2 separate regions of the Ovis aries genome follow, and region 2 is linked to region 1. Evidence: chromatin contacts called from public Hi-C data. All regions are on one chromosome and are shown on one strand. The core of a region is the stretch at or near the end of the contact, and the rest is flanking DNA. Distances in the headings are between cores, read along the strand shown.

Region 1 (3,882 bases), core at 470-2,969:
CGCAAGTCACAGAATTATAAACATCTAAATTAGGATCAAAAATTGCCTTTTTTAAAAAATATATGACATTGAGGCAATAAAACTAGTTTTAATTATACAAAGAGAGACTCGAGCAGCAACACTGTAATTTCATTTTTTCATTCTCCTTTTCTGCCCCTTTTAGGTCACTCAGAGAGGGCGCTGCTCTACTATGAACTAGAAGATGGGCTGTACACGGCGGGGCCGTATTTCTTTGCCAAGGTGACTGGTCAGGCTTCAGAGTGAGTGCCTCATGGAAGAATGGGCAGAAGAATCTTCTCCACATTGTACAGAAGTTACAGGGAAGCATTTTGCTCAGCAGTGGGGCTGAGCATCATCTGTGGTTGCAGACGCCACAATCCTTAGGAGAGTTTCGGAGACTTGATGAGTCTCTGATAAATTTTTCAAACGTTTATCAGAAGGCCAGGATCGTGGACCAGGAATGACATTTTTCTGGCCACCAGAAACCTAACAGAGAAGAGGTGGGAAACATCTATACCTAGTGTCCTTCACCTCTCCAGTCTCTCCACATCCCTGGAAAGCAGGTTGGAAGGTTTAATGGTCCTCATTTCAAAGAAGTGGAGGCTCAGAGAAGTTAAGTGGCTGCCTCCAGGCCACACAGCTACCATGTCTGGGTAGGCAGAGTGGGGATTTGAAACCAGGTCTCCAGAGCCCTGAACTGCCCCAGAGGGCACATACAGCACCTGCAGGGGGAAGTCAGCAGTGAGTTCATGCTTGTGGGTCCCACATACCTGTGCCCACTAACCCTCTGGTGGCAACCCTGGTCAGCACCAGGAGGGAAGGCTGGGGACACTGGGGGCTGCTGCCTTGGAACATTGAAAGATCAGCAAATAAAGGCGCTGGCTCACATCCTTTGCAGATCCTGGGGGAGTTTCCTGAGCACTGTGTCTACATCATCATCTATGGAATGCCCATCTACTGGCTGGCCAATCTGCGCCCAGGCCTCGAGCCCTTCCTGCTGCACTTCCTGCTGGTGTGGCTGGTGGTCTTCTGCTGCCGGGTCATGGCCCTGGCCGCCGCTGCCCTGCTCCCCACCTTTCACATGTCCTCCTTCTTCGGCAACGCTCTCTACAACTCCTTCTACCTCACCGGGGGCTTCATGATAAGCTTGGACAATCTGTGGACAGGTGAGGTCGGCTCTCCTCACCTGCTCAAGCTTTGTGAGGCCTTCTGTGGCTGGATCAGTCTGCTTTCCCCTGGCATTGTGAGCTCATCCCTTTGGTCCAACTCAGAGTTGGGAGCAGATTCGAAGGAAGGGCTCCATGGCGGGCTGGGGCAGATGGCACCTTCTCATACAGCCCAGCTGACACCCAGGGGCCACCTTTGACTCTCCCTCCCTACATCACCAGTGAACCAAATTACTTCTTCCACCCACGTCTTTCTGAAATGTCCTCTTGCCTTATCCCCTGCCCTGGCTCCTATCAGCTGATCTTGGGCCAACTGTGATAGTCTGGTGTCTATGACCCTGGTTCCTCCACGTCTGAACCCTCACCCCTGCAGCGCTAGCTCCCTAAGGTGCAGAGCCAGTCACTGCTCTGTCCCAGTGGGCCCGGGGCTGCTCACTCCTGGCTGCCTCCACCTGACTTCTGAAGTCCTCAGTACGCTCCACACCCTCAGAACTGAGCCTGTGGATCACCGCTCTTCACCTTCCATGGGCCTTTCCTGATGAACCGGGCAGGGTTCACCGCTTCCTCCTCCTCCCTGAGCCAGGATGCCTCCGTGGGGTCAGGGTACAGACTCAGTCATCTCTGTAATCTCTGGTGTGGGGCTGCTGAGACTCCAGAGTCCAGAGGTTCTGTGAAGCTGAGCACGTGCTGGACCTAATCAATTACTTTCTGGAGTTACTATAGGTCAAGCACGTGCTGGACACCTAATGAAATTACTCTCTGGAGTTACTATAGGCCAAGCACGTGCTGGACACCTAATGAGATTGCTCTGTGGAGTAGTTACGGTAGGTCAAGTGCACGGTGATCCTGCAGCCGCTCAGCCCCTCTGTCCCAGCAGTCCATGTCTCCAGCTTCCCCTCTGCCCTTTCACCCTTTTGTTCTCTCCCCCGCTCTCAGCTCCCTCGGGGGACTTGCTGCCCCTGGGTCAGAGCCACCACGGCATCTCTACAGACTCATTTCCTAGGAGGCAGGTGGTTAGACCCTGTGAATAATATGACTCTCACTCTCTGCAGTGCCTGCGTTGATTTCCAAGGTGTCCTTCCTCCGATGGTGTTTTGAAGGGCTGATGAAGATCCAGTTTGGTGGGCACGCTTATTACATGGAAGCTGGCAACATCACCATCCGTATCCCGGGAGACCTGGTAAGTAGCCCAGGCCTTGGCTGTACATAGACAGCGGCGCTCTGAGCGTGTTCTTAACCAGCTCACCGATGTCTCTGTCCCCAGATCCTCAATTCCATGGGCCTGAACTCTTACCCGCTCTACGCCATCTACTTCTTTGTCATTGGCATCAGTTGTGGCTTCGTGATCCTGTACTATCTGTCCTTAAGGTTCATCAAACAGAAATCAAGTCAGGACTGGTGATTCACGCCCAGACTCCTGCCTGCTGGTGAGGGACTCAAGAAGACCATTCAGCTGCACTCCCTTCCTCCCAAGGAGCCCCTTCCCAGGCACCGGGAGGATCAGGATAAAGCTCCGCTACATCTGGTCCACACTGCTGCAGTGGCACAGGCTGGCCACAGGATGGCAGTAGAATAAAGACAGTCAAAAGGGATTTCTGCTCACCAGCTGGAGGTTGAGATTACTGGGAACCTGAAAACCATACCTGGGGGACACCTACAATGTCACTAATTTATTTCCTTTTGATGTATATATTTGTATAGGCAACTAATACAAGATGGGAACAAATTAGGTATGAATCGAGGCGTTAGGCCATGTGGAAAAAGTAACATAATAGCTAGTGGAGTATCTGGCGTCATCTTCCAGGGTCCCCCAAACTCTGAGCCATTCTCAATATAGAAAATGACCTAAAACATATCAGCGAGATGCCATCTCTTCTTTTTGTGTGAGGTCATGTGCTCCAAAAGCTAAACTGAACAATTAAATATTTATTGAGCAATTGCTCTGCGCCAGATTCAGGGCAGAACACTTTTTTATGTGGACCACGTTATTCAGTTCTCTGTTAAAACAACCCTTTGTGGTAGATGGTATCCCATTTTATAGATGAAGAAACAGAGGCACAGACTAACTGTTAACTAAGTAAGGTCACAGGCCCAATATGCGGTGGAGTCACACGAGGTCAGAAAGGCCTATAGGAGTTAGCAGGCAGAAGGCAAGTCCTGGGCCACTGTAAGGCTTGGAAGCCCAGGAAGATGAAAAGGTCTATGGACACTGTGTCAGGCTGCTCACGGTGCATCTCACCTCTCTGGCTGAGTCTCAGACCAGCCTGGAACATTTTGCAGTGACTGGTATGGCCCTGTCATGCGTTTCCTGTCTGAGCTTTGAGGACCAGCTGACCCAAAACAGGTACACAGAAAATACGGAGGAAGTTATCCTCAAAGGAAAACCAGAGTCTGAAACAACAATAAGGGGCAAGGTAGCTGGTTAGGAGGCAAACAGTGAATGTTCTCCTCGGGTTTCCTAGACCATCACTACTTGAAGCGTGAGCCCTGGGCCAGCAGCATGGGTCCTGCCTGGGAGCTGGTTAGCCTGTCAGTATCTCAGGCACCAGCCAGACCCACTGAATCAGAATCTGTATTTTGGAAAGATCCCCCGGGCTGCCCCGGTAGTCCAGTGGCTAAGAATCCTCCTGCCAATGCAGGGGACTCGGGTTCGATTCCTGGTTCAGGAAGCTCCCACGTGCTGAGGGGCAGCTAAGCCCATGCGCCGCAGCCACTG
Region 2 (3,882 bases), core at 439-2,938, 220 kb before region 1:
AGGCAGATTCTTTACCATCTGAGCCACAGGGAAGCCCATGCCATGGTCTAGTGATATGATGTTGAACCAGACAAGGTCTCTGCCTTCAAAGGTAACTATGAGGGCAGAGTTAAAAAATAAGCAAAAACAGTATTTAAGAAAAAACCAGGAAATAGAAAATTATCTTGTAGTTAGAAACTGTATCCCATAAACTTAACAAAGAAAAATCCTTGCCTTTTATTGATGGCAATTAAAAGGTTGAAATATTTAGAGTGAAAAATCAATTCACTCTCTGCTGATAAAAAAAAAAATTGAAGAAGAAATAACAGTCATCCAGGAACTGTTCTAGAGAAGCTTGTATAGTAAATGCAATTGAAGCCACAGGAGATCACTTTGGTATTCATCTGTAATGGACAGTGGATCCCTTCAGCCCTGTCCAAGAATAGGTGATGGGCCTTGATCTCTATGCTGAGGCCTGCAAGTGGTCTCAGCTACTGGAAAAGAGGGCTGCCTTTGCAAGTAGGGGTGTGCAGCTGTTGGTACTGATTCAGCTCCTGTCGGCTTGGTGCCCCGACCCAGTCCCGTTCTCCCAGCCATCCTCTCCCTTATGTTGTTTTGTCCCTCTTCTTCTTCCACCTGTAGAATCTTTATTTCATCTCAGAGAAAAGCGCTTGCCTGTTATCCCAGTCTGTTACTTATAGTATGACAATAAACTCTGTTCTTGAGCCCTTTAGGGTCTAAATATTGGAAATGAACGAAACAATTTCTCGGCCATGAGTTTCAGAAAAATCATGTGGACCTTAAAAAGCCGAAAATTGCCTTCCTTGTCCCTGGTTGAGCTATGGTGTCCATTCCCTGAAGCAGGAGGAGTGGAATTGTCCTGGCGTTTTGGGTATGGGCAGAGGACCGTAATAGAGGTACCTGTGGACAGTGCTAAACCCTGTTCAGAGCTTCAGATGCTCCCCTTCAAATGAACATCTCTATTTGGATGCCCTGCTTCAAACTCTTATTTCTTTTTGTCTTGTTTCAGAATTCTCTTGAATTCTCCTGAATTCTCCATATAGCTTGTTTCCTAAAGCGGCAAAAACTCTGAAGATCTTTCTTTCCCTTGAACTCCATTCCCAGCTGACTAGTCACCAAGTTCTAGATAGTTCCATATCTGCAATAACTGTCCTAATACAAGACACAGCTAACAACCTCCTTACCCCAGCACCACTGATGTTCTGAACCATATAATTTCTTGTGAAGTGTCCTGTGTATTGTAGGGTGTTTAGCAGCATCCCTAGTCACGACCCACTAGATGTCAGTAGAACCCTTAGTTGTGACAATTAATGTCTCTGTACTCCTCCTGAGCTGGGCCATGTTGGAGGCAAAAGGAAAAATCTGTGCCCTATGTACACTTCTCAAAATGTCCTCTCATATTTTGAACTAAGTGCAAAAAGTTAAAGTTATACAATAACAAGAAAACTGAATTTACTCTTTGCTAATGTGAAATTTGAAGGAAAAAAAAACAAAACTGAAAACCATTCCAGAGATACTTTACAGTGCCCGGTACAAAATGAAAAGACAGGGCCCCTTCTTAAATTATGAAGAATTCACACTGATAGCAGAACAGTGAACAATTGGGGAGCCCTCTCTAAGTGTAGGGTCCCTCTGCATGTGAGGCCCTGTTCACCTGCACAGTTCCCATACCCTTGAAGCCAGACCTGAACCTCATGTTACCCAATCAGCCTGTTGGGAAATATGACAGCTGTGGGGCCCTGGGAACCTCAAGCAGATTGGAAACAACTGTTTCCATTGCACAATAACACACAGCCCTAAAACAAACAACACTGTGACTTTTTGGCATTCATTTTGATTTTTTCAAAATGTTACATTAATTTGACATATTATTTATCTTGGGTTCTCAAGATTTTAGCACTCTCTTAAATTTTGTACCTGAGGTGAGTTCCTTCTTAATCTCAGTCCCACTATGCTGCTGCTGCTAAGTCGCTTTAGTCGTGTCCAACTCTGTGCGACCCCATAGACGGCAGCCCACCAAGCTCCGCCGTCCCTGGGATTCTCCAGGCAAGAACACTGGACTGGGTTGCCATTTCCTTCTCCAATGCATCAAAGTGAAAAGTGAAAGTGAAGTCGCTCAGTCGTGTCCAACTCTTAGCGATCCCATGGACTGCAGCCCACCTAGCTCCTCCATCCATGGGATTTTCCAGGCAAGAGTACTGGAGCGGGGTGCCACAGCCCCGCTCTAGGCTTTGTCGAATGTTCCCTGATGGCTCAGCAAGTAAAGAATCTGCCTGAGACACAGGTTCCATCCCTGAGTTGGGAAGATCCCCTGAAAGAGTGCATGGCAACCCACTCCAGGATTCTTGCCAGGAAAATCCCATGAACAGAGGAGCCTGGTGGGCTCCATGGGGTCACAAAGCGTCGGACACAAGTGAAGTGACTGAGCACACTCACCTGCTGATTCAGAGCAGTAAGTCTTAAACTTGCCCTGCATCAAAATCACCTGCAGGGCTTGTTTCAACACAGATTTGTGGGTCCCAATCTCAGAGTTTTTGATTCAGTAGGTCAGGAGTGGGGCCTGAGAACTGGCATTTCTGAGTTGTCAGGTAATGCTGAAGTTGCTGCTCCAGGACGCATGGAGAACCACTACTTTCGAGCCTTCCTTTCTGTCACACCAGTGAGAATGATATTTCCAAAATCCAAGGCACTTCTCTGCTTGAAACCCTTCAGTGGTCTCCATGCCCTATAGAATATAACACATGCTATTTGCATGGCATATATTACTTTGATGGTCCCCCTCCTGCGCCTCCTACACAATTCTCTAGTAATACAGGACTGGATAACTTATTAAGTATCCTTTAATATTCAAATCATCTCTCATCTTTATAAGCCTCTAGATTGAGTTATGTGTTTTTTCCTTGTCATCTCATTGAACATTTTGTATACCTCTTCGTTAGTACTGAGCTTTATATAAACTAAAGTCTACCCCATCAGAGAGCAGAATCCTGGAGGACTGGAATTATCTTTATTCCTCTAGTCCCTGCTCTGTGCTGTGCTTAGTCGTTCAGTCGTGTCCAACTCTTTGTGATCCCGTGGACTGCAGCCCACCAGGTTCCTCTGTCTATGGGTAAGAATACTGGAGTGGGTATGCCCTCCTTCAGGGGATCTTCCCAACCCAGGGACTGAATCCAGGTCTCCCACATTGCAGGTGGATTCTTTACCATCTGCGTCACCAGAGAAGCCTTGCTATAGTCTGCTGCAAACAAGTGCTCCAACAGCATCTAAAGAACTGAGCTGGACCTACCCAAATGCTATCCTGTTATGGTGGAGTAAAACAAAGAGGAAAGGCTACCACCTCAATTGACAGCTAGAGATTTAAGTGTACAGGGAAGCACAACAGGGAGTCACAAGAGTCTTGAGGTTTAAGAGTCTGGCAAACAGTTTTCTAAATGTCTATGAGAGTCGAATTTTTTTTAACGGAGAATCAACCCTTAATGTATAATTGGTTACCTCTAGATCCTATTGTTAGCAATCCCATATAAGCTGTGAAAGACAGAAGCTAGGGAAAAACATTTGAAATGTTGGTTAGAACCAGTAAGAAACACAGTCAGAAAGAAAGAGCAGCAGTAGAATAGAATGATCTAGAATCACAAGGATAGGAAAAAAAGCACACAAGAGAAACTATTCTTAGATCCAGAGGAAAAGTCTTTTTCCCCCACTAAAAGGTAATTTTTATAATGCTAAACTTCTTTAATATCAATATCATTAAGTATCTTTAATATCATTAAAGAAGTTTAACATTATAAAAATTACCTTTTAGTGGGGAAAAAAACTTTTCCTCTGGATTCTATTACATTGTATTACATTGAATATATTTCAAGAAATCACTTGACTTCATTG

What was found. Hi-C and Micro-C count contacts between places; a contact is called where the count stands out from the background.
Region 2: a contact with region 1 is called in a Hi-C map of liver, with 5 times the contacts expected there. The contact joins two enhancer-like sites. A contact is called at or near these places in 2 of 16 Hi-C or Micro-C datasets (liver and tail adipose tissue).

Annotation. Positions count from the first base shown.
Region 1 is chr3:80,413,833-80,417,714 of ARS-UI_Ramb_v3.0, reverse strand. It overlaps ABCG8 (ATP binding cassette subfamily G member 8), which reads left to right. Exons shown (of 12, transcript XM_042246236.2): 9 at 164-240; 10 at 899-1,166; 11 at 2,219-2,346; 12 at 2,431-3,118. The coding sequence ends at 2,568. Among named protein-coding and RNA genes, the nearest start is that of ABCG5, 12 kb to the left of the region's middle. Within about 2 kb of position 1,719, at least 4 of the 54 cell types and tissues checked have an H3K27ac peak or open chromatin away from gene starts, as enhancers often do. A contact at or near this core is called in liver, where this site is marked.
Region 2 is chr3:80,636,952-80,640,833 of ARS-UI_Ramb_v3.0, reverse strand. No RefSeq gene overlaps it. Among named protein-coding and RNA genes, the nearest start is that of THADA, 15 kb to the left of the region's middle. Within about 2 kb of position 1,688, at least 3 of the 54 cell types and tissues checked have an H3K27ac peak or open chromatin away from gene starts, as enhancers often do. A contact at or near this core is called in liver, where this site is marked.